Linked DNA regions of Mus musculus: regions 1, 2, 3, 4, 5 and 6 are each linked to region 7. Evidence: chromatin contacts called from public HiChIP or PLAC-seq and promoter capture Hi-C data. All regions are on one chromosome and are shown on one strand. Each heading gives the region's core, a stretch centred on a gene start, on an enhancer-like site or on the middle of the called end of the contact. The rest is flanking DNA. Distances are from core to core; before and after follow the strand shown. Region 1 has its middle 25 kb from the start of 1700063H04Rik. Region 2 holds the start of Apobec1 (apolipoprotein B mRNA editing enzyme, catalytic polypeptide 1). Region 3 has its middle 20 kb from the start of Mfap5. Region 4 holds the start of 1700063H04Rik (RIKEN cDNA 1700063H04 gene). Region 5 holds the start of Rimklb (ribosomal modification protein rimK-like family member B). Region 6 has its middle 25 kb from the start of 1700063H04Rik. Region 7 holds the start of A2m (alpha-2-macroglobulin).

Evidence for each region. Promoter capture Hi-C pulls out the DNA fragments that hold promoters and counts their contacts. HiChIP or PLAC-seq counts read pairs in DNA pulled down with a chosen protein or histone mark.
Region 1: a promoter capture Hi-C map of embryonic stem cells shows a contact between it and region 7, with 4 times the contacts expected there. The contact joins the enhancer-like site here to the promoter of A2m in region 7. A contact is called at or near these places in 10 of 39 promoter capture datasets (the C10 cell line, cranial neural crest, embryonic stem cells and 4 more) and 1 of 9 other capture datasets (liver).
Region 2: a promoter capture Hi-C map of hippocampal neurons shows a contact between it and region 7, with 5 times the contacts expected there. The contact joins the promoter of Apobec1 here to the promoter of A2m in region 7. A contact is called at or near these places in 2 of 39 promoter capture datasets (cranial neural crest and hippocampal neurons).
Region 3: a promoter capture Hi-C map of cranial neural crest shows a contact between it and region 7. The contact joins the enhancer-like site here to the promoter of A2m in region 7. A contact is called at or near these places in 6 of 39 promoter capture datasets (the HPC-7 cell line, cranial neural crest, embryonic stem cells and 2 more), 1 of 115 datasets of contacts at active chromatin or transcription factors (astrocytes) and 1 of 9 other capture datasets (embryonic stem cells).
Region 4: a promoter capture Hi-C map of embryonic stem cells shows a contact between it and region 7, with 3 times the contacts expected there. The contact joins the promoter of 1700063H04Rik here to the promoter of A2m in region 7. A contact is called at or near these places in 6 of 39 promoter capture datasets (cranial neural crest, embryonic stem cells, hippocampal neurons and 1 more), 1 of 484 Hi-C or Micro-C datasets (cardiomyocytes), 2 of 115 datasets of contacts at active chromatin or transcription factors (astrocytes and embryonic stem cells) and 1 of 9 other capture datasets (liver).
Region 5: a promoter capture Hi-C map of liver shows a contact between it and region 7, with 4 times the contacts expected there. The contact joins the promoter of Rimklb here to the promoter of A2m in region 7. A contact is called at or near these places in 8 of 39 promoter capture datasets (the C10 cell line, the HPC-7 cell line, cranial neural crest and 5 more), 1 of 115 datasets of contacts at active chromatin or transcription factors (embryonic stem cells) and 1 of 9 other capture datasets (embryonic stem cells).
Region 6: a contact with region 7 is called in an H3K27ac HiChIP or PLAC-seq map of embryonic stem cells, with 3 times the contacts expected there. The contact joins the enhancer-like site here to the promoter of A2m in region 7. A contact is called at or near these places in 5 of 39 promoter capture datasets (the 3T3-L1 cell line, the C10 cell line, cranial neural crest and 2 more), 1 of 115 datasets of contacts at active chromatin or transcription factors (embryonic stem cells) and 1 of 9 other capture datasets (embryonic stem cells).

What each region holds. Positions count from the first base shown.
Region 1 is chr6:122,415,209-122,417,908 of GRCm38.p6, forward strand. No RefSeq gene overlaps it. Among named protein-coding and RNA genes, the nearest start is that of 1700063H04Rik, 25 kb to the left of the region's middle. Within about 2 kb of position 1,368, at least 14 of the 459 cell types and tissues checked have an H3K27ac peak or open chromatin away from gene starts, as enhancers often do.
Region 2 is chr6:122,601,043-122,603,742 of GRCm38.p6, forward strand. Apobec1 (apolipoprotein B mRNA editing enzyme, catalytic polypeptide 1) reads right to left here and starts at 1,402. Exons shown (of 8, transcript NM_001134391.1): 1 at 1,215-1,402.
Region 3 is chr6:122,532,140-122,534,839 of GRCm38.p6, forward strand. No RefSeq gene overlaps it. Among named protein-coding and RNA genes, the nearest start is that of Mfap5, 20 kb to the left of the region's middle. Within about 2 kb of position 1,357, at least 96 of the 459 cell types and tissues checked have an H3K27ac peak or open chromatin away from gene starts, as enhancers often do. A contact at or near this core is called in astrocytes, embryonic stem cells and stem cell-derived epiblast-like cells, where this site is marked.
Region 4 is chr6:122,389,985-122,392,684 of GRCm38.p6, forward strand. 1700063H04Rik (RIKEN cDNA 1700063H04 gene) reads left to right here and starts at 1,395. Exons shown (of 2, transcript NR_152109.1): 1 at 1,395-1,547; 2 at 2,040-2,700. RefSeq lists an enhancer at 2,621-2,700.
Region 5 is chr6:122,485,042-122,487,741 of GRCm38.p6, forward strand. It overlaps Rimklb (ribosomal modification protein rimK-like family member B), which reads right to left and starts at 1,264. Exons shown (of 6, transcript NM_027664.1): 1 at 1,050-1,264.
Region 6 is chr6:122,365,028-122,367,727 of GRCm38.p6, forward strand. No RefSeq gene overlaps it. Among named protein-coding and RNA genes, the nearest start is that of 1700063H04Rik, 25 kb to the right of the region's middle. Within about 2 kb of position 1,439, at least 20 of the 459 cell types and tissues checked have an H3K27ac peak or open chromatin away from gene starts, as enhancers often do. A contact at or near this core is called in embryonic stem cells, where this site is marked.
Region 7 is chr6:121,634,842-121,637,541 of GRCm38.p6, forward strand. It overlaps A2m (alpha-2-macroglobulin), which reads left to right and starts at 1,332. Exons shown (of 36, transcript NM_175628.3): 1 at 1,332-1,554. The coding sequence starts at 1,448.

The sequences.
Region 1 (2,700 bases), core at 118-2,617, 780 kb after region 7:
GGGAATTTATTGGGAACAGTAATATTAAAGGAAACACTTAAGAGAGCAATATGCAGGTTTTGTGCTAATTGTGGCCCAATGATCAAACACAGCATGCTGTCTATTTTGTAGTAACGTTTTGATGAAACCAGTAAGAATAGCTCATCTGTGTATTACCTGCGGCCTCTCGGTGCACCACACTAGACTTGAGGGGTCAGAAGCGGCTATGCAGAGTTGAGTGCAGGCATATGCCACCATACCCGATGCTAACTCAAACCACCATCATCTATTGCTGTTGGGAGAGCTATTTCCTCCTTTGTCTGTGGCCCCAAACTTCAGTACCTTGTGGGCCTGACACAGCTTTTTGTCTTGTCACTTGTCATGAGCATTACTTTTTCTGCACTCACACTATGAAGCCCTTCAGAGTGACAGCCACTGTTTTTCCATATGCTCTCCCCCAGCCTAAGGGCTCAGTGTGACATCTAAATGGAGAGCATGGGGTGTGGCTCGTTTTTTGTGTGTGTATGTGTGTATGTGTGTGTCCTACTTTCTGTCTGCCTTTCTGCGTCTTTCACAGTTACTCCTTCTATCTCCTTCTGCTCCCACAGACACTCTCAATAGTCGGTGTTTGGAGCTCTTGGTTGCTGACGAGTTTATGACTGCTAGCATTGTGACTGTTCATTCTGATAGCTATTGTGTTAGTTAGGGTTCCCAGTGCTGTGAAGAGACACCACGACCAAGACACTCTTATAAAAGATAACATTGTATTGCAGCTGGCTTACTGATTTTGAGATGCAGTCTGTTATCATCATGGCATGGCATGGCAGCATCCAGGCAGGAATGGCGCTGGAGGAGCTGAGAGCTCTACATCTTGTTACAAAGGCAAACAGAAGACATGCTTCCAAGCATCTAGGAGGAGGGTCTCATTGCCCACTCCCACAGTGACACATTCCCTCCAGCAAGGCCACACCTACTCCAACAAGGCCACACCTCCTAGTAGTGCCACTCCCTGGGCCAAGCATACTTAAACCACCACAGATATTCTAGACTAGAATATGGGGAGAATGCAGCTTTTGTCTCGGTTAATTTATTAGTAGTGGAAATACAGCACAAGGGTAACACACATTTTCTGAGGTCCCTGTCCCAGGGTCTATGATCCATTGTTCTAAGAAATTGGATTATTGCATGAATCAAATTCTCAGGCAGAACTTGTGTTGCTGGTCCAGGCATGGTGCTTTGAGAAGCACTGCTGTAATGCTGAGTGTAAGAGGGAGCAGTGGCCAGAAAGGCCTCTTGGCATTGAGATCGGAAGTCTCCAGAAAGCCCACCTCTCCCTCTCCAACAGCCAACAGGGAGAGGCCAGGAAACTGTTTTCCATCTGTTCCCCCCCAGGACGTCTCTGAGCTTATTATCCTTATTATCAGCAATTTTAGATTGGGACTCTGCTCCCCAGAGGGAAATGAAAATAGTAACCATGTGGGGTGGAAGAAACGAGGTGCCAGAGTTAATGAGTCCTCCGTGGAATGAATCCAGATGTATTTCCCTTCAATGGGAAAGGGAGTTACTTCAAAACTTGGAGGGGTTGTTTCAAGGTCTTATTGTGTGTAATTTTCTGAAACACATCCGCGTAAACAGTGATGTACAGTAAAACAATGGAGATGCTAAATTTAATCCACACCTTTGGGTCTTTGGTTCACCTCTGAAGACCCAGAATGCGATTCAAATCTGTACTTTGTAAAGCTCTCCCCTGGGCAATGTTTGGAGCCCAGGCAGACTGTGTTTGGCTAATTCTGTCTCCCAAGAATTGTAATTGTACAGTACTTGGCACCTGGAAGCTTTCAATTAATATTGGTACAACTGTCCACACACTTGTGCACACATACTTGCACACACACACACACACACACACACACACACACATGCCTAATGTGTATGTGTGTATGCTCACGCGTTGCATAAGACTGGTTATGCATGACATAAGTGTCCCTTCAGAGCCTCGTTAGGCAAACTCTGGGGAACTTGTTTCCACAATCCAAGAGAACCCCTTGGTATTTCTCCTAAGTCCCCTGCCACATACACACAGCAGGCAGAGCAGACTCATTCGCGGGTAGCACTGCTTACTAAACACAGAGCCCTCACGATTCTCCCCGGAGGCTTTGATTGATTTGTGCACAAGGGAAAAGTAATGCATCCAATTAATGTTTTGATATACACCAAGTAAATCCTCAAATAAGCACTTGCCTACGACAAATAATCTTCCTTGTAATCTTATATGAGGGTTTAAAAAACATGAAATTCAATGGGTTTTTTTTTTCTTTCCTAGAATACATTCCGGAGTTTCTTGATTTGGGTTTTTGTGGTGCTGTGATCAAGCTTGGCACGTGCTAGACAAGTCTACCACCATGAGACCCCCAGCCCCTCTCTCTAAATACGCCCTTCCATCCTATATTGTTCCAGTTCTGATCCTCAATGCTCCCCAGCAAGGACCCAGGGGAACCTTCGGGGGTGTGGCTTATTGAAAGGAAGAGAAGTCATTTGATTTGAGGGCACACTCTTGGAAGCAATCATGACCTCATCTCCCCTCTGCGTCTCTGTTTTCTGACCGCCATGGGGTAGGCTCAGTGCTTAACCACAGGCCCCCAAGGCAATACGCTGCTGACCCCTAGGTCCAAAAACACGGACTGAAACCTCTGAGACCATGAATCAAAATTCATTTTTCCT
Region 2 (2,700 bases), core at 152-2,651, 970 kb after region 7:
AGTCTCTGTCATAGTAAGTTTAAATACCTTAAATGCCATATTCAGCAGCTCTCTGATAGTATCTCTCAAGTGTATCTGAGTTAAATATCTATTTTTAGTTATTTGCTTTAAGTTGTTTCTTTTTTTTTTTAAAGATTCATTTATATGAGTACACTGTCGCTGTCTTCGGACACACCAGAAGAGGACATCAGATCCCATTACAGATGGTTGTGAGCCACCACCATGTGGTTGCTGGGAACTGAACTCAGGACCTCTGGAAGAGCAGTCAGTGATCTTAACCGATGAGCCATCTCTCCAGCCCTATTTGTTTTAAGTTATATCTTGAAACATAATTTTAAGCCAGTGATTCTCAATTTTTTTTTAATGCTATAATACTTTAGTATCCGAGTTCTTCACCAGACTGACTATGGTCATTGTTTTATTGCCTCATAAGACAGGAATTTTTCAGTCTCTGGTGTTAAGCTGTGACCCTAATTTTTAGTCTTTTATTTATGCATTAATAAAGATAACATACTAATAAAGACATTACAATAAAATATCTGATAAAATTTAAAATGTTTCATAGATTTATAAATGAAAACATTTTTTAAAAGCTGTTTTTAAAATGTCCAGTTTTGATTTTTTGTAAAATTCCAAAATTTTCGTTAAAGTAGTTTAAAATCTCTCAATTGTGTGTTTTTTGAAAAACAAAGTACCTTTTTAAAGAATGAAGACATGGAGCACAAACCGTAATTCTTAGAAGACAAAACCAAATTTTAACAGTATAAGCAACTTAGTGTTTTATTATAAAGGGGTTAGTTATTATAAGTTATTATAAGTGGGTTATTTTTATGTTACAAAGTTTAGTTGACAGCAAGAAAAGTTCTTGTATAAGAACGCATGGAGATACAGCTTAAATACCTCCTAGTTTTTTCTATAAACTTGGTTTTTAAGACAGATCAGAAATTATATAAAAATCTTATTCCAATTTAAAAGTATCTTTGGAGACCCGTTTCCTTGGCTGGTCCATCCCATGTGTTGGACAATGGCTCCAACCCTGAGTTACTGGTTTTAAGTTAACTTTTTGGTACAGATACTAAAAATTTTTAACCATATCCAACGACTTATGAGCCAATGATCTATAACCAATACATACAGAACACAGAACAGTCAGAAGCAAACACGCACTGGCCACATACATTTATACATTCAAAAACAGACAAAACTTCCCTTACTTCTTCCTGATCTGATTTCAAGGGAGGAGCGCCTTGCTGTTGCTGCCTGCAGAATCCAACGCTCATGGGCACCGTGGTTCTGTAGCGGGAGTAGGCACCGGCTTCCTGACCACAGAAAGCTTAAGAGCTGCTGGTTTCGCTTTTAGAGAAACTCGAACAGCTAGATCAGGCGGCAGGGGTTTGCATCAGGCGAGCAGGAGGCGGGGCTTTACCAGCAGTGCAGGACTCTCAGCTGCAGGCACAGTGCCAGTTTATCAGTTTTTGTTGTTATTATTATTGTTGTTGTTGTCCCGATTCGGCCGCTTCCCCCCACACCCCCCCCCGAAAATCCTTGAGATGGGTAAATACTAAGAGGTGAACAACCAGCAGATGAACTTTGGCCCGTTTTTCCAGATATAAAACACAGAGCAACATTCAAACTAAATGAAACCACAGACACAGACTGACAGACATGGGCAATCCAGCATGCCCAGAACCAGAAGCAAATGTTCCCTCAGTGGAAACCAGTGAAAAGCGGGCCGTCTCCTGTCCTCCTCTGACCCTCGGAGCAGTGCTGCGTCCACTTTCTCCTTTCTTGGGTCCTAGAGAGGCTCCACCAGAAAGCAGAATACAGGCTCACCTCCGGGAGTCCAGATGACTGAAAAACAGTCCGAGGTGCTGCTAATTCAGCTTAAGGGCTCAAGTAGGTTAGCGTTTGGTATCCAAATGTTAGGGTGTAAAAATCTAAAAATAAATAAATAAATAAGTCTGCCAAGTTATCCCACAAATTAGGATCTAGGGATAGAAGTCTTCCCTAGGAACTTGTCTTTGTGGTACATTCATCCTGTTCCTACTGTTTGGTTTATTCGACTGTGGTGGGAGACTTGCCTAGCAATCATGTCTCAACTTGCCAGACAGGATGTCAGTTCAACACTGAGGTCTTGGGAACTTAAACTTATTTGACCTCTGTTCAAAATGAAAGTTTTATTCAAAATGGCTTCAGTCTGGTCCCTTCTCTTTCTTTCTTTCTTTCTTTCTTTCTTTCTTTCTTTCTTTCTTTCTTTCTTTCTTTCTTTCTTTCTTTCTTCCTTCCTTCCTTCCTTCCTTTCTTTTTTTCTTCCTTCCTTCCTTCCTTCCTTTCTTTTTTTCTTTCTTTCTCCCCCCCCACCCCGCCAGACAGGGTTTCTCTGTAGCCCTGGCTGTCCTGGAACTCACTCTATAGACCAGGCTGGCTCAAACTCAGAAATCCACCTGCCTCTGCCTCCTGAGTGCTGGGATTAAAGGTGTGGGCCACCACACCAATATCCTTTCAACAAGGTTTTTACTATTTTTCTCTTCTTTTCTTCTTTTTTTCTCCTACTTTTTGAGACAAGATTTCTTTATGTGGCTCTGGCTGTCTATAACTCTCTATATAGACCACGCTAGCCTCAACTCAGAGTTCCACCTGCCTCTGCCTCCTGAGTGCTGGGATTAAAGGTGTGGGCCACCCCACCAATATCCTTTCAAC
Region 3 (2,700 bases), core at 107-2,606, 900 kb after region 7:
TGTATATGTGTAGTGTGCCCACATGCGTGTTTGAAGGCATGCACCCCTGAGCTCATGCAAAGACCAAAGAGGACTTAAGACAGCTTTCTCTGTCCTGTTCTGCCTGCATCTGGAGCCAGGCTCGGCCATTCCAACAGCAGTGGGGTTTCAAGTGTGAGGAACACCCCATCAAGCATTGTGGTGATAGGATTTGAACTCAGGTCCCCAGGGCAGCAAGGACTCTTAGCACTGAGCCATCACACCAGGTCTCCCTTCCTATTTTGGTGATGAGGATAGAACCATGGTCTTATACATGGTTAGGAAAGCTCTAGCTACATGGCCAGTCTCGAATTCTTTTTCTTTTTTTTTTATAAATGTGAAAGATTAACGGTTTTTTATTTATTTATTTATTTATTTATTTATTTATTTATTTTATTATATGTGAGTACACTGTAGCTGTCTTCAGATGCACCAGGAGAGGGCGTCAGATCTCATTATAGGTGGTTGTGAGCCACCATGTGGTTGCTGGGATTTGAACTCAGGACCTTCAGAAGAGCAGTCGGTGCTCTTAACCACTGAGCCATCGCTCCAGCCCTCAAATTCTTATTTTAATTTGAATAATGGGACATTGATGTTGGAATTAAAGGAATTAATAAAAGCGTTCTTCAGAGTTTGGCTGCTTTCCTGGTGTCCTGAGTAGAAGCAGCCTTCTCTAGCCCCCCATAAAATTCACTCTTACTTTCTCATCCCACGTTGAGCTGATCACACTCTATACCTAACTTTCTTGTGCCATGCCTAAGATTAAAGAACAGTCCCTTCCTCTTGAATGAACACAGTCTTGAAACTCAAGTGTGAACTCTCTGGAGCTCTGTACACACTTTCCCTTGGTGATCTTTTGACTCAGAGGAAGCTGGTACAAATCCAGCTGGCGTCCCTGCCATGCCAGTTAATTTATTTATGCTGACATCAAGCAGTACCTGTTGTTAACCACAAGCTCCTCCCACTTTGCTTCAGCGTGAATTTAGCCACAGCGAAGCCTAACCAAAGGTGGAACACAGGCCCAGGAGGCACAATCAGCTTGCTCCTCCTTCTTACTGAAGTGGCTGGGACACAGTGAAGACTCTTAGAGGAAACAGAGGGGAAATGGAAGGGCATCGCAGACAGGCAGACACCAGGACAATGGTGCAAACCGCCAGGGTGGGGGTGGGGGGGTGGGGGGGGCGGACGGCGCGCTGACTGGCGTTCTCAAATTCCAGATTCAAAGAGAAAGCATAATGGGCTTCCCTGAGAGATGTGGAAACTTGGGGTGAAATGGAAGGAGACCCAAAGCACAGGGGAGAGGAGGCAGGCCTGTCTGTGTGCTTTAGGCAGATAGATCCCTTAGGAGCCATTGGCAAAATGTTCAGCCATCTAGCCAGAGCTGGTGGGACAGCCTATAATCTGAGCTCTTTGGGAGGCTGAGTCCTGAGGGATTTTAAGATTAAGTTTTGTTTGGGCAATTTAGTCAAATTTAATTTGTTTGTTTGTTTGTTTGTTGTGGTGTATTTTGTGGTTTTGTTTTGTTGTTCGGTTGGGTTTTTTTGTTTGGTTTGGTTTGTGTTTTTTCTTTGTTTTAGACAGAGTTTCTCTGTGTGTTTTTGTTTTGTTTTGTTTTATTGTTTGAGTTGTTTCTTTTTTGGCTTTGTTTAGTTTATTTTTGTTTTTGTTTGAGACACGGTTTCTCTGTGCAGCCTTGCCTGTTCTGGAACTCGCTTTGTAGACTAGCTTGGTCTCAACTCCCAGGAAGATCTACCTGCCTCTGCCTCCCAATTGCTGGGATTAAAGGCATGTGCCACCACTTCGGGACTTCAGAACTTATTTTTTAAAAAGTAAAAGATGCCTAGGGTCATATAAATGCAATGCCCTGAGTACAATCCCCAGAGGTGAAAAACTTAAGAAATTAAGAAAGGGAGAGAGAGAGAGAGAGAGAGAGAGAGAGAGAGAGAGAGAGAGAGAGAGAGGAAGAGAGAGAGAGAGGAAGAGAGAGAACTACCTTTGGGTAAAAATGGAGCCCTTATATTTTCACTAAGCAAACATCAGGGAAAGTGTCACGTTAAGTTTCTCTGTAAGAGAGTGACAGGTGGCCACAGTAGTTTTCAGACTCTTCCTCCTCCTTCTAACCCCACCCCCCCCCCCCACTTTTTTTTAAAAACCCAGTCAAGCATAGCCAAGGCAGCCCTCGGAGGCCGACTTCTGGGCAGAGAGCAAGAAGGAAAGAGCAAATGCTGTTTATATAAATAGGCACACAGAGCCTGTTGTTTCCTGTTAACAAACTGAGCGTGGTGTCACCTCAAGCCCTCACTTTTTTATTTGTTTGATTTTTTGGTTCTTTTGTGTTTTACAAGTAGCTGATAACTGATAAAGGTGTGCGCTTTTTTCAATTTGTCCAATCACTTTGAGTTAGGGCCTTGCTTGTCTCCTCAGACCCTGGTCTTGCAGTTTCCCTGTCGTTGATGATGCTAAATGACCTTTCATCCAAAATCACCTGAGTTAAATTGGGCACGTGCAGGCCTGTGATCCCAGTGTTTGGGAGATGGAAGAAGGAAGGTTTTAGGTTATCCTTGGCTACACATTGAGTTTGAGGCAAGCCTGGGCTACATTAGCTCCTGTCTTACCACCAACTTCCAAATTAAAAACTTAACCTGAGTTAAACTTAAAAGATTGATGGGTACCAGGTATCAA
Region 4 (2,700 bases), core at 145-2,644, 760 kb after region 7:
ATTGTAGAGGCGAAAGACCCTGAGCCCAGAACTGGCGCTGCTTACATAGGCCTAGGAGAGGTGTATCTCACATCTGATTGGTTAACTTGTCTTGGCAAAAGAACCTTCACTGCCTATGTATGTGTGGTGGCCAGCAGTAGCCAACTGCCACTCTGCAACTGCCACTCTGCAACTGCCACTCTGCAACGGCTTCCCACAGAAAAAAGAAAGGGTGAGCTCACTCAGCAGTAAGTCTCAGAGGTTGGAAACATTCTAGGCCTAGATAAGACTATACAGAGGCTAGAAGCTTCCAGGACTAGGCCTAAGTTAACACAGTAAGCCTCAGAGACAACAATTACAACAGGAGACTAGAAGATACTATTACAAAATATTTTTTAAGAAATGGGTAGGACTGGTGAGATGGCTCAGTGGTTAAGAGCGCCTACTGCTCTTCTAAAGGTCCTGAGTTCAAATCCCAGCAACCACATGGTGGCTTATAACCATCCTTAACGAAATCTGATGCTCTCTTCTGGAGTGTTTGAAGACAGCTACAGTGTACTTACATATAAAAAAAATAAATAAATAAAAAATATTTTTAAAAATGGGTAAACACATTAAAGCAGACTAGTTACCTGTCCTGTGGTGAGTCCTTGTCCTGTCATAAGTACCAAAAGCTCTCCTTTCACCCTCAGGATATTCCAGGTTGGATGGATTTGTTTGGACATCATTTTTGAGTCTTTGCTCATTTACTTACCACATAGCCTCGGAAGGAAAGGAGAGAGGGAAATAAACGGGAGGAAAGCAGAAGCAAGCACATGGAGCAGGAAACATGGAGGGAGGTCTCCAAGCCTGCCGGCTTCCCAGCCCATCAGCCCTCGCTTCCCCAGCTTGACAGGTCTTTGCACCATCAGCGCACAGGCAGCTGGAGGCCAGATAATCTGGCCATGAGTCTACGGGCACTCACGATCACGTGAGTCTGAACCCGAATGATTAAAGAGATAAAGTTCTGGAAAGTGGAGCATGACAGCACGGGCCTGTAAACACTCCTCAGCAGGCTGGGTCAGGAGCTCGAACCCAAATCCCGGCTGGGTTACAGAGTGCGTTCAAGGCCAGTGGAAGCAGCTTTGTGGAGACTCCATCTCAAAATAAAAAGCAGGCTGGGAGGTGGGAATGGGATGAGAAAGGATAACGGGAGGTGGGAACGATAAAAATGTAGTCATGTATGGAACTGTCCAAGAATAATATAAATTAAAACCAACAAACAAAAAAGTAGAGCGTTTGGTTAGGGGGCTTGAAGCCGTGTGCTCAACTTACATATGAAGGAAGGAAGGAAAGAAGGGAGGTGGGAGGGGGCAGGGGTGGAGAGAGAAGGGTGGTGTGAGCATAGAAGATAGTGCTAGGGAAACTCGGGGCCTGAGACGCCAACATGGCCTCTCCCAGGGAAGTCCCGTATGCTTCCAATTTAGGGACAGCCTTGTGGTGTGGGCCCGAGACTCCAGGGCTGCACAGCTTCTAGTATCCCCATTCTCATCCCGATGCAGTCCTTTAGATAACTGAAGACGGTGGAAGTAAGGATTCCCCACGAATGACTGAGTAAAAGCAGCGTCAGGTCAACCAAGAGTGGGCAGAAAGCAGTCAGCCCAGGCGAAGCCTTTGGAATGGGAGGTTGTAGACTGTCACAGCCTTCCGCTCAGTGATGGCACCGGGAACTGTGGCCTGGATCACCCTGATCCCCAAGAATCTAAGTTAGGTCTGCTGGGTGTGGGGGGAGCAGCAGCGCCTTGGAGAGGACTGATCTGCAAAAGGAAAAGTAGAGGCGTCCGCACCCGAGAAAAGGGGTGTCACGATTATGTGGCTGGTGGGGTGTCACGATTATGTGGCTCTTGGCTTGTCAAAAATGGGAACGTAGTCAGTGTTTTTAAGCATCAGTGTGGACTTAGGGTGAACATGCAGTGTGCGTGCGCTTCGTGGATGTGTAGTTTGTTCTCCGGGGGTGGGGCTGGGGGAGGAGTTCCTGACACTGAGATTTTCCAAAAAAAACGATTCTGACTTTTCTGCAGACTCTATCCCATCGCTTACATGAAACTTACTGGAATCAATTCCCACAGCCAGGTCTCTGGGAAAGACTTGGAGTCCTCTGAGAGCCCTCTGTCTGCGGGCGATGGCGATAGCGATGCCAACCCAGCCTTCGGGGCAATACCGCCATCTGCTGACGAGGCTAAGAAGAAAATACAGGAAAACAAGACTCCCATTATGATCTGGGAGATTGGTAAGAAATTCAGAGCCAACCAGAGAACTCACTCATACAAAGAAAAGGACCGCCACGGAGAGGAGAAGTCAGAAAGGCCACCGGGGAAGTACGGACAAAGAGTTGTGATCAGAGACTGAACAGATACGGGATCCAGGCTTCAAAGGCTCTTCCTGGAGAGATATTCTGGAAATGTCCTGCATCTACGACACAGAACCAATCTGAAGTGGCAGACTCGGTCTGAGAGCAGAGCTGGTTTTCAGGGTCCAGGGTCCCACAGCTTACCTCCCTGAGTGGCAGTGCTGTCGAGTGGAGGGTAGCAACTGCCATCTCCTGGCTTCTTGACTTTGGCATCTAGTAAAGTTTTCAAGTGCATGTCCTGACCATAGAGACCAACAAATGATGCGTCAATGTGCCCAATGAGGTCTAGCTAGCTCAGCCACAAATGTATTAAAAATAAAGATGTTTATGCT
Region 5 (2,700 bases), core at 14-2,513, 850 kb after region 7:
GACTAGAAGAGACCTACTATAAAAGACTAACAATGGTTTGGGTTACAACTGACTGAAATGTCCTTGTTTTCTTCCAAGTATCTTTAAATATATATTATCAACTGTTTTAAAACAGAAGAAATAACCTCCAACGTACCCGTTATGAAGGAGAAGAGACTTAAATGGCACTTAAATCTTTGGGATTTTGGTTAATGATTTAAGAATGTCTAGGAAAAAAAAAAGCCAAACAACGAAAAACTCTCCATATTCAACTGATATACTTTCCACATAGATTTGGAATTTAACCCAACTTCAGGCATTGGGAAAACTGCAGGCAATTGTTGGGAAAATAGCACTGAAAATTCACATTCAAGGTATATACAGGTTGGTTAGTAAAAAACCTCATTGATTTAACACTCCGTCTCTATTCATGAATTACAGGGATTACAAACCTGGGATGAGAAACAATAAATTAATAGGACTTAAGTTGTTCTCTATCCGGATGTGGGGGATCTACTCTAGTCAAACATTCAATTTGGTAACCTTCTTCCTTCTTGTTCCAAAGGTTGTTAAAGAAAAAGAAAATAGAAACAGCCGATCGCTACTCTAAATTGTACTCCTTGGGATGGACGTAGTAACATCAGGGTGAGGCTCGTAGCATCCTCCTGCCTCGGTCACGTCAAATTCTTCAGAGGAAACAAGGACAGTGGCGACAACCACACCCCTGAGGACAGCCGAGCAGCCGGCAGGTTTTACTCTAAGCAGCATTCCCAAGCTTACCACACCCCCTCGGCGACACGGGCAACCAGCCTAATTTCCACGCCGCGACCGCCGCCTCACGCCCCCTCCCGCAGGCAGCCGACTCTCAGCTTCCGCCGACTGTGGTACCCAGCGACCACCGGCCTCCGGCGCCCGCCCCCGCGCAGCGCCGCGCCGCGCCGAGTCCGCTCCCGCCGCCGCCGCCGCCGCCGAGCTCGGCTCCGGGTCGCCGGCCGAAGCCTCAGGCTCGAGGGCGCGCCCCCGGCCCACGCCCCCGCCGCCGCCGCCGCCCCGGGCGGCCCGCTGCTCACCTGGCCGCCGGCTCCTCCCTCGCCTGCCCGGCCGGCCGCCGCCTAGGAGCAAGCGCGGGCCGCGGGAAGTCCGCTGAGGAGGGGGAGGGGGCGGGATGCCGGGAGCCGCCTCCTTTCTCCTCGCCGCCGGCTCCCGCAGCCAGGCCGCGCGTCCTCACCCACTCGCCCACTTTCTCACGGCCTCGCGGTCGGCCGGCCTCTCCCTCCCTCCCCCCTCCCCCCGACGCCCGCACTCCCGTTCCTACACACTCGCTCACACCCGGCCGCCGCTCGCTCCCTCCCTCACTCGCCTGTCGCTCGACCGCGCGCGCGCGCGACCCCGCTCTCTCTCTCTCACACACACGCACTCACACACACACACTCACACACAGCGCACGACGCCGGCGAGGCCGCCCCGCGTCCCCCAGACCGAGGCGCCGCGCGCCCCCCGCCCGAGCCGAGGACCCGCGCGGCCCCGCCCCCGAGCGCCGCACTCGCGGGCGGGGGGCGGCGGCGGGCGGGGGGCGGGGCGGCGAGCGCGCTCGGCCGACTCCTGACACCTGCGAGGAGACCGCCCCGCCGCCGGAGGGGTAGCCGCGGGGCGCGCGCTCGCGAAGGGGAGGCACGCGGGCGCTCCAAGGACGCGCGCCTCGCCGCTCCACCCCCACCCCCCAAACCGTCCTCTCGGAGCCTGGAAAACGGGTAGGGGGCGAGGTTTGTTCCGCTCGGCACCGCGAGAGTAGGCCCTGCCGTTGTGCGCCCTCCCGCCCCGCGCAGCCCCTCCTTGGGCTGCGGCCGTGAGCGCTTTGATGCCCGCCGACCCCTCCGAGCCTCCGGCCGCGAGGTCTGGCCAGGGTACTCGCGCTGCCCGCTAAGGGGGCCAGCCACCCTCCCTCCCTAGCGTCCTGCCTCACCAGAAGGCAGAGATTTGGGGACAAAGATGATGGTAACTGTAATAGTCCGGATCTGCGATCGCACCGAAGACAATACCTCTGTATGGAAAGGCGCGTTAACTGCAGCCTCAGGCGAGCTTGGTACACTAAGGGAGGCTGAGGCAGGAGGATCACAGGCAGGCGATCCGATGCCTCAAAAATAAGCGATATGATAAATACTATGGGTTGGGCAGGTTCAAAGATAGACAAGGAAGCTAGAGCCAGCTTGGCGAGTTGATGTCAGAATAAACATCATATATTTTAGGAGCATTTCCTACATCCTGAAACCTAACAAATCGTCCAAAGAAGAGGCGAAACATTTGACCACAGTCCACTACTTAAGTCCCTTCTCTACACCATGAGTGAAGCCTTTACAATGAAAATGCATTCCTAAATAACTTCAGACATCAGATATGAGCTACAATTCAAACATGTTGTACCCCGTGTCAAGTCATAGCTACTGATTTCAGATCCCGAAGACCAGCAGCGCAGGTGGTTTTCTGTGGGTCACCACCCTTTCACAGAGGTCACCTAAGACCATGGAAAACAGATATTTGCATTACGATTCATAACCGTAGCAAAATTACAGTTAGGAATTAACAGTTGGGGGGGGGGTCATCATAATATCAGGAACTGTATTAAAGCATTAGGAAGGTTGAGAACCACTGGTCTAGAGGGTGGGTGAAATAATTGCTCGAAGGATAAGGCACCTGTACACCTCTGCCAAGCCAGAAGACCAC
Region 6 (2,700 bases), core at 189-2,688, 730 kb after region 7:
TGGGGTCAGGTGGATTGTGCACACTCCACTGTAGTGGCACTTATACAACCACAACCCACAACCTCAGTGTGTTTATTGTGCATAGCACAAAGGGAGGTCTCAGGAGGTGTCTGTGGGCCAGTATTCTCAGGCTATAGATATCCTGGACAAGGAAGTTTCAGTTGCTAGTTTTTGTACACACTAGTCACTTGTTCACTCCTGAGGAAAGCTTGGCCATCACTCGGAGCCTTGCCTGGGGAAGCCTATGCCACTCCCATGGTGCTGAGGTCCTTTATTGAGGTCCTTGATATGACCATGCCCGTGTCAGTGCTACAAATTCACTTAGGACGTCACTCATTCAGGAGTTCTTCCTCTCCCTATACTTGGTATTCTATCTAATTTTTGAGTTTTATTTTCATATTGCAGACTAACTTGAATATTTCATTCAGCTGTCTGTTTTCTCTTGGAAAATAGTCATGTCTTTTTTGGGGGTTGTTTGATCATATTTATAGTTATTCTTTTGAATTCTGCATCTGGAATTTTGTCTTACTTATTTTCATTGAGGAATCCTTACTATGGGATCAGTGATTAGGGAGGAGAAAAATTGTTACTTTTGTCTCTGAACAGGGATCTGCCTGTCTAGGGTTAGATAATCAAGGGGTTCTTTCCTTTTTTGTTTTTTGCTTTCCCTTCTATTCAGGTTGGACATGTTTGTGGTGTTCAGGATAGATGGGGTTGTATTAATAGTTTCATCTGTTATATTCACGTTCCAGGTGTTAGCATTCTATCTAAACTGTACCGTACAGTTACCTGGCAACAGTCAGGTATGCTCCTCCCCACAGTTACCTGGCAACAGCCAGGTAGCCTGAGCCACTATAAAAGGGGGTGCTTGCCCCCTCCTCCTTCTCTTGTTCTCTCTTGATCTCTTGGTCCCTCTTGCTTCTCTCATGCTCTTGCTCTCCCTTTCCCATTTCCTTCCCTCCCCCTCTCTCCACGTGGTCATGACTGGCCTATACTTCTATACTCTCTCCCACTCTCTGCCTTTCTCTGCCTCTACTACCCTCTCAACTTCCCTCTCCATGCCTTGAATAAACTATTCTATACTGTCATATGGGAAGGGATGCCTTGGCATGGGATCACTCCCTTCCCCCACATCTCACTACACCCCTATAGAACGTCCTCCCTACCTCTTTATCTCCTTATAAACACATCATCAGATACTAGCTCCAGTTTGTCGCTGCGGGTTGAGTACTGTCTACAGCAGCAGTGACTGTCCCTCAGTAACCCACTCTGATAATAGATGGTAGGTGACTACTGCTAGAAATAGTCTTGGTGTCACACAAAGGAATACCTGAACACAATGGAAACATCTCAGCAAGACAAAACTTTACTCTTGGTCAGGAAGGGCGCACTACCCTCACAAGGAGAAGAGCAGGCACACCAAGGTGAGAAGTATGCTTAGTTCTTATTCTAATGCAGGTGGTGACTCTGCGTTTCCCTCTGCTGGGATCTGACCTCACAGTCTTTCTTGACTGGCTAGTTTAAAAACAATCAGTTCAAAGGAATGGGGGAAACTGGGCAGGGGGTTGCCACTGAAGTTCTGCAAATGTAGCAGGGCCTTTGTGTAAACAAAAGCTTTACAGAGCTGAAGGGGGGGGGGGGGTGCTAAAACATTTGCATAAAGGTTTTATGGGAGGGGTAAATTCCTTTTCTCAAATCAAAGTTTTACAGTGTTTGACAGAAAAGACAGATATTTAATGTTTCTTACACCACAAAACAGACACTTGACAAGTAGCAATTGTTTTAGAGAAGAAAGGGACTCTGATAGTACCGTGTATTTTAATATGTAACTGTGAGTGGGAGGTAAAGAAAGTGAGCAACTGTGATAAGAACAGAAGTATTAGGTTGTTAGATGGGAAAGAGAAGGACACACAAAGGAGGGGGAAAACTGAGGCAAGGGGAAGACATGGGGGGGTAAAGATAAGGACTCAGATTTCATATAATAGGTCAACTTCTGGGCTTTGAGAGTAACAGTGAGAGGAGTGGGTCATGAGAAAGAGAAAGAAAGCAAAGAAAAAGGAGAGAGCGAAAGACATGAAGAGCTAGGAGCATCTGCTGCAATGACCTACCACACTCAGTGAGAACTAGCTGCAGGGGAGGAAGGAAAGCTGGTGGGGTCCAAGGTGGTAGGTGATTGGTTGGCTTGAACATTCTTTCCTTTCCTTGGCTGATCCGTTGCTTTGCTTCTCTGATCTTGATCTGGGCTGCACTCAATGTTGATATCTTACCAATCCTGGTCCCTTGCAGGACCCCAGTTCCCACTGTGGACACTGTGGCTAGCTGAGGAAAACGCCATCCCTGCTGCAGGTGCTGTACTCTCACAGTGTCTGCAGTATTCAAACTGGTTAGAGTTTGCGCTCAGCTCCCACATCCCACATCGGCTCCTTTCCCCACTGGGATGCTGATGGCGCCTGTGGTGTGTTAATCTCATCAGGTGAGAGTAAGACCACTACCACAGTTTTTGAGCCAAATCTGAAGCAAGCTTTATTAAATGCTGGGCAAGACAATGGACACTGGCTGGGTCCATCCCCAGAGTATGGCACCAAATTACATTAGTCACATGGTTATAAAGGCAAACCTCACAAGGCTACTTACTCCCTTTGTTCAGTCAGGGGCAAGCATTCATCCTGACATACTTCCTGCATATTTACCTACCATCTA
Region 7 (2,700 bases), core at 82-2,581:
GTCACCCACCCATTCTCCCGTCTTCTGGATTATTTCCTTTGTCACCTCTCTATATTTCAGTAAGATTGATCTCTTCAAGGATCAGATGTGAGCTTAAGTATTTTGCCAAAGATCTTCTCTGATTTAAAGCCAACTCCCTTGACCACCCTCCTAAATAGTTAAGCTTTTCCTTCAGGACAAAGAAATCTCATTTCCTTAAGAGCTTCATTACTACTGAATATGTGTGTCATTTTAAGGATTAGAATGCCCCTTGCTCATCTCCTTCTCTGTCTAACCACCACTCAGAACTCACAGCTTACTTTAGATTTCTGCTTCCTTCCGAGTTGTTTCCAGGAGCCCATAACAGGCTATGTGTCCCTCGCACCTGCCTTCGAGGAGACTTCAACTTCTCTAATGATAATGGTTGGTTACTGTACTCGCTTTTAAAAGCCGTCCTATCACCTGCCCTACGTCATAGAACTTTTACGGATTCTTACTTCTACTTATCTGACATTCTATCGCTAGGTTCTAGCCAAGGAGGATCAATAAATGGTTATAAATAACCAAGAAGCTGCAAGAACAAGTAGATGGATGCATGAATCAATGAAATTGCCTCCAGGACAATTCCAGAGACTAGAGAGGGGAGTGTTGCACAAAAGCATTTGTTGAGTGGATGGCAAAGGCAGCTGGGATCTTTGTTAGGCACAGTAAAGTGGGGTTTCTGATACTGGTTACTTTTCACCTTAAACTGGAATGAGTGTATGTGAAGGTTAAGGCCCATGCGGTGATATCCTGGGATTTAGAAATTCACTGTTTAGGGTAGACAGCAAGCCCAGGACCCTCCTATCTCCTGTTCTCCAGCACCTGGATTATAGGTAAGCATTAGGAAACTTACAAAACAGTCATTTCTCCTGGCCCTGATACTTCATTTTCAGTCAATCTAATGTATAACAATACCTCTAAAGTCAATACCTACTTCCTAGTTTGGTTCAAAATTCCTTTCATGGAAGGGAGCTAAACATGGGCTTTGCGTGAAAGACAGACAGACCTTCTGTGGCTCAGAACTTGCTGGCACACTTGAATTATTCAAACCTCTCCAGTACTGCTTAAGCTGCAGCCTGCTTGCCAACTCTCCAGACAGGAGCCCAGAGCATCAATAAGTGGCTGTGGGGGAGGAGAAGGCGATTATCAACTTTATTGTACAACGGAGAAAAAGTGAGCAGTAACAGGAAAGTGCTTAATCCTTCTGGGAATTCCGGCTAACGGGTCAGGAATTAACCTTGGCAGTAACTAGGCCATCAATGACCCCTTCAGAGAATGTTCAAAAAACCTCAGCTTTGTTCAGAGAACTCGTGTGGGTGGAACCCGCTGTTTGCATAAAGCCTAGCTGCTCCTCAGCACGTTCAGGACCAGATCTCTGGCGGGGAGCAGGGTGCAAGGCAGCCAGGTCTCCAGTCCTCTCTGCAGCATGGGGAAGCGCTGGCTCCCAAGCCTGGCCCTGCTGCCGCTGCCGCCACCGCTGCTGCTGCTGCTGTTGCTGCTGCTGCCCACAAATGCCTCAGCACCACAGAAACCGTGAGTCCACCGAACGCCAGAAACTTGAATTTAAGGCTTCTGTTTACTCGTTTCTTTCTTACAAAACCGTGACCTTCTTTCTCATCTCCTAGGTTCCTTAGAGCGCCGAGATTTGTACAAATCCTCCTCACTCATTATTCCTCCTCATCTCAGTTTTAATCATTTCTCTTTAGCTCTCTGGATTTCGGAATATCCAAACTCCCCGGTGACACACAGAACCTTTGTAGGTACTCTTGTCTTCAGGACCTCCTGTGGCTCTGCTGAGACTTTGCCCTTGCTTTTTCCTTTACATTCCTCAGGGCGTTTGATAAAACAAAGATTTTTTTCTTTTCAAAATCTCTAGGAATGATTTCAAAGGTTGATGTTGATGCTGAAAATGTAAACGACTTTTGTTACAGGAAAAAACAAAACAAAACAAAACAAAACAAAACAAAAAAACCCCCAACAACAACAACAACCCCAAAACCAAAAAAACTATTGTGCAAATCAGCTAGCGATGAAATCTGTGCTCCAAAGAAACGAACCAAGGAATGTAGAGAGACAGATAGACAGACAGAGCAGGTCATACAAGAAGATGTACAAGAAACAGTGACAAAGACATAGTTATTGGGAACTTTTTCTTAGGGCTTCTATTTACACATAAGACAAATGTTACTTGTTTAATGGGGAATATCCAGCTAAAGGTGAGAGCACCACGGTGGAAGAAGAGAGCACACAATTCTCAATATAAATGTATGAATCATGAATATATTTTTTAGTAAGTTATGTACTAGGACTTCTGAAAATAATCCAATCATAAGAAAACATTTAACACTTACAAATTTATGGTCACACATATAAAGGAAGAGTTACTGTTAAATTTATATACCCACAGGTAATATTTCATATTTATATTAATATTAACATATATATATAACACATATATGTTAATAAAAATGATAGTTGATCATGAGATATTTTTAAGCATAAGGAAATCATAGTATAAACTTCTGGATAGTAAGTGGCACAGAAATTAGAATTTTTGAGCATTACAAAAAGAACCTACACATTTTATTTATTTATTTATTTATTTATTTATTTATTATTTTATTGTGGTTGTCCATTTGTTTTGTGGTTGTTTGTTTTGAGACAGGATTTATGTTAATT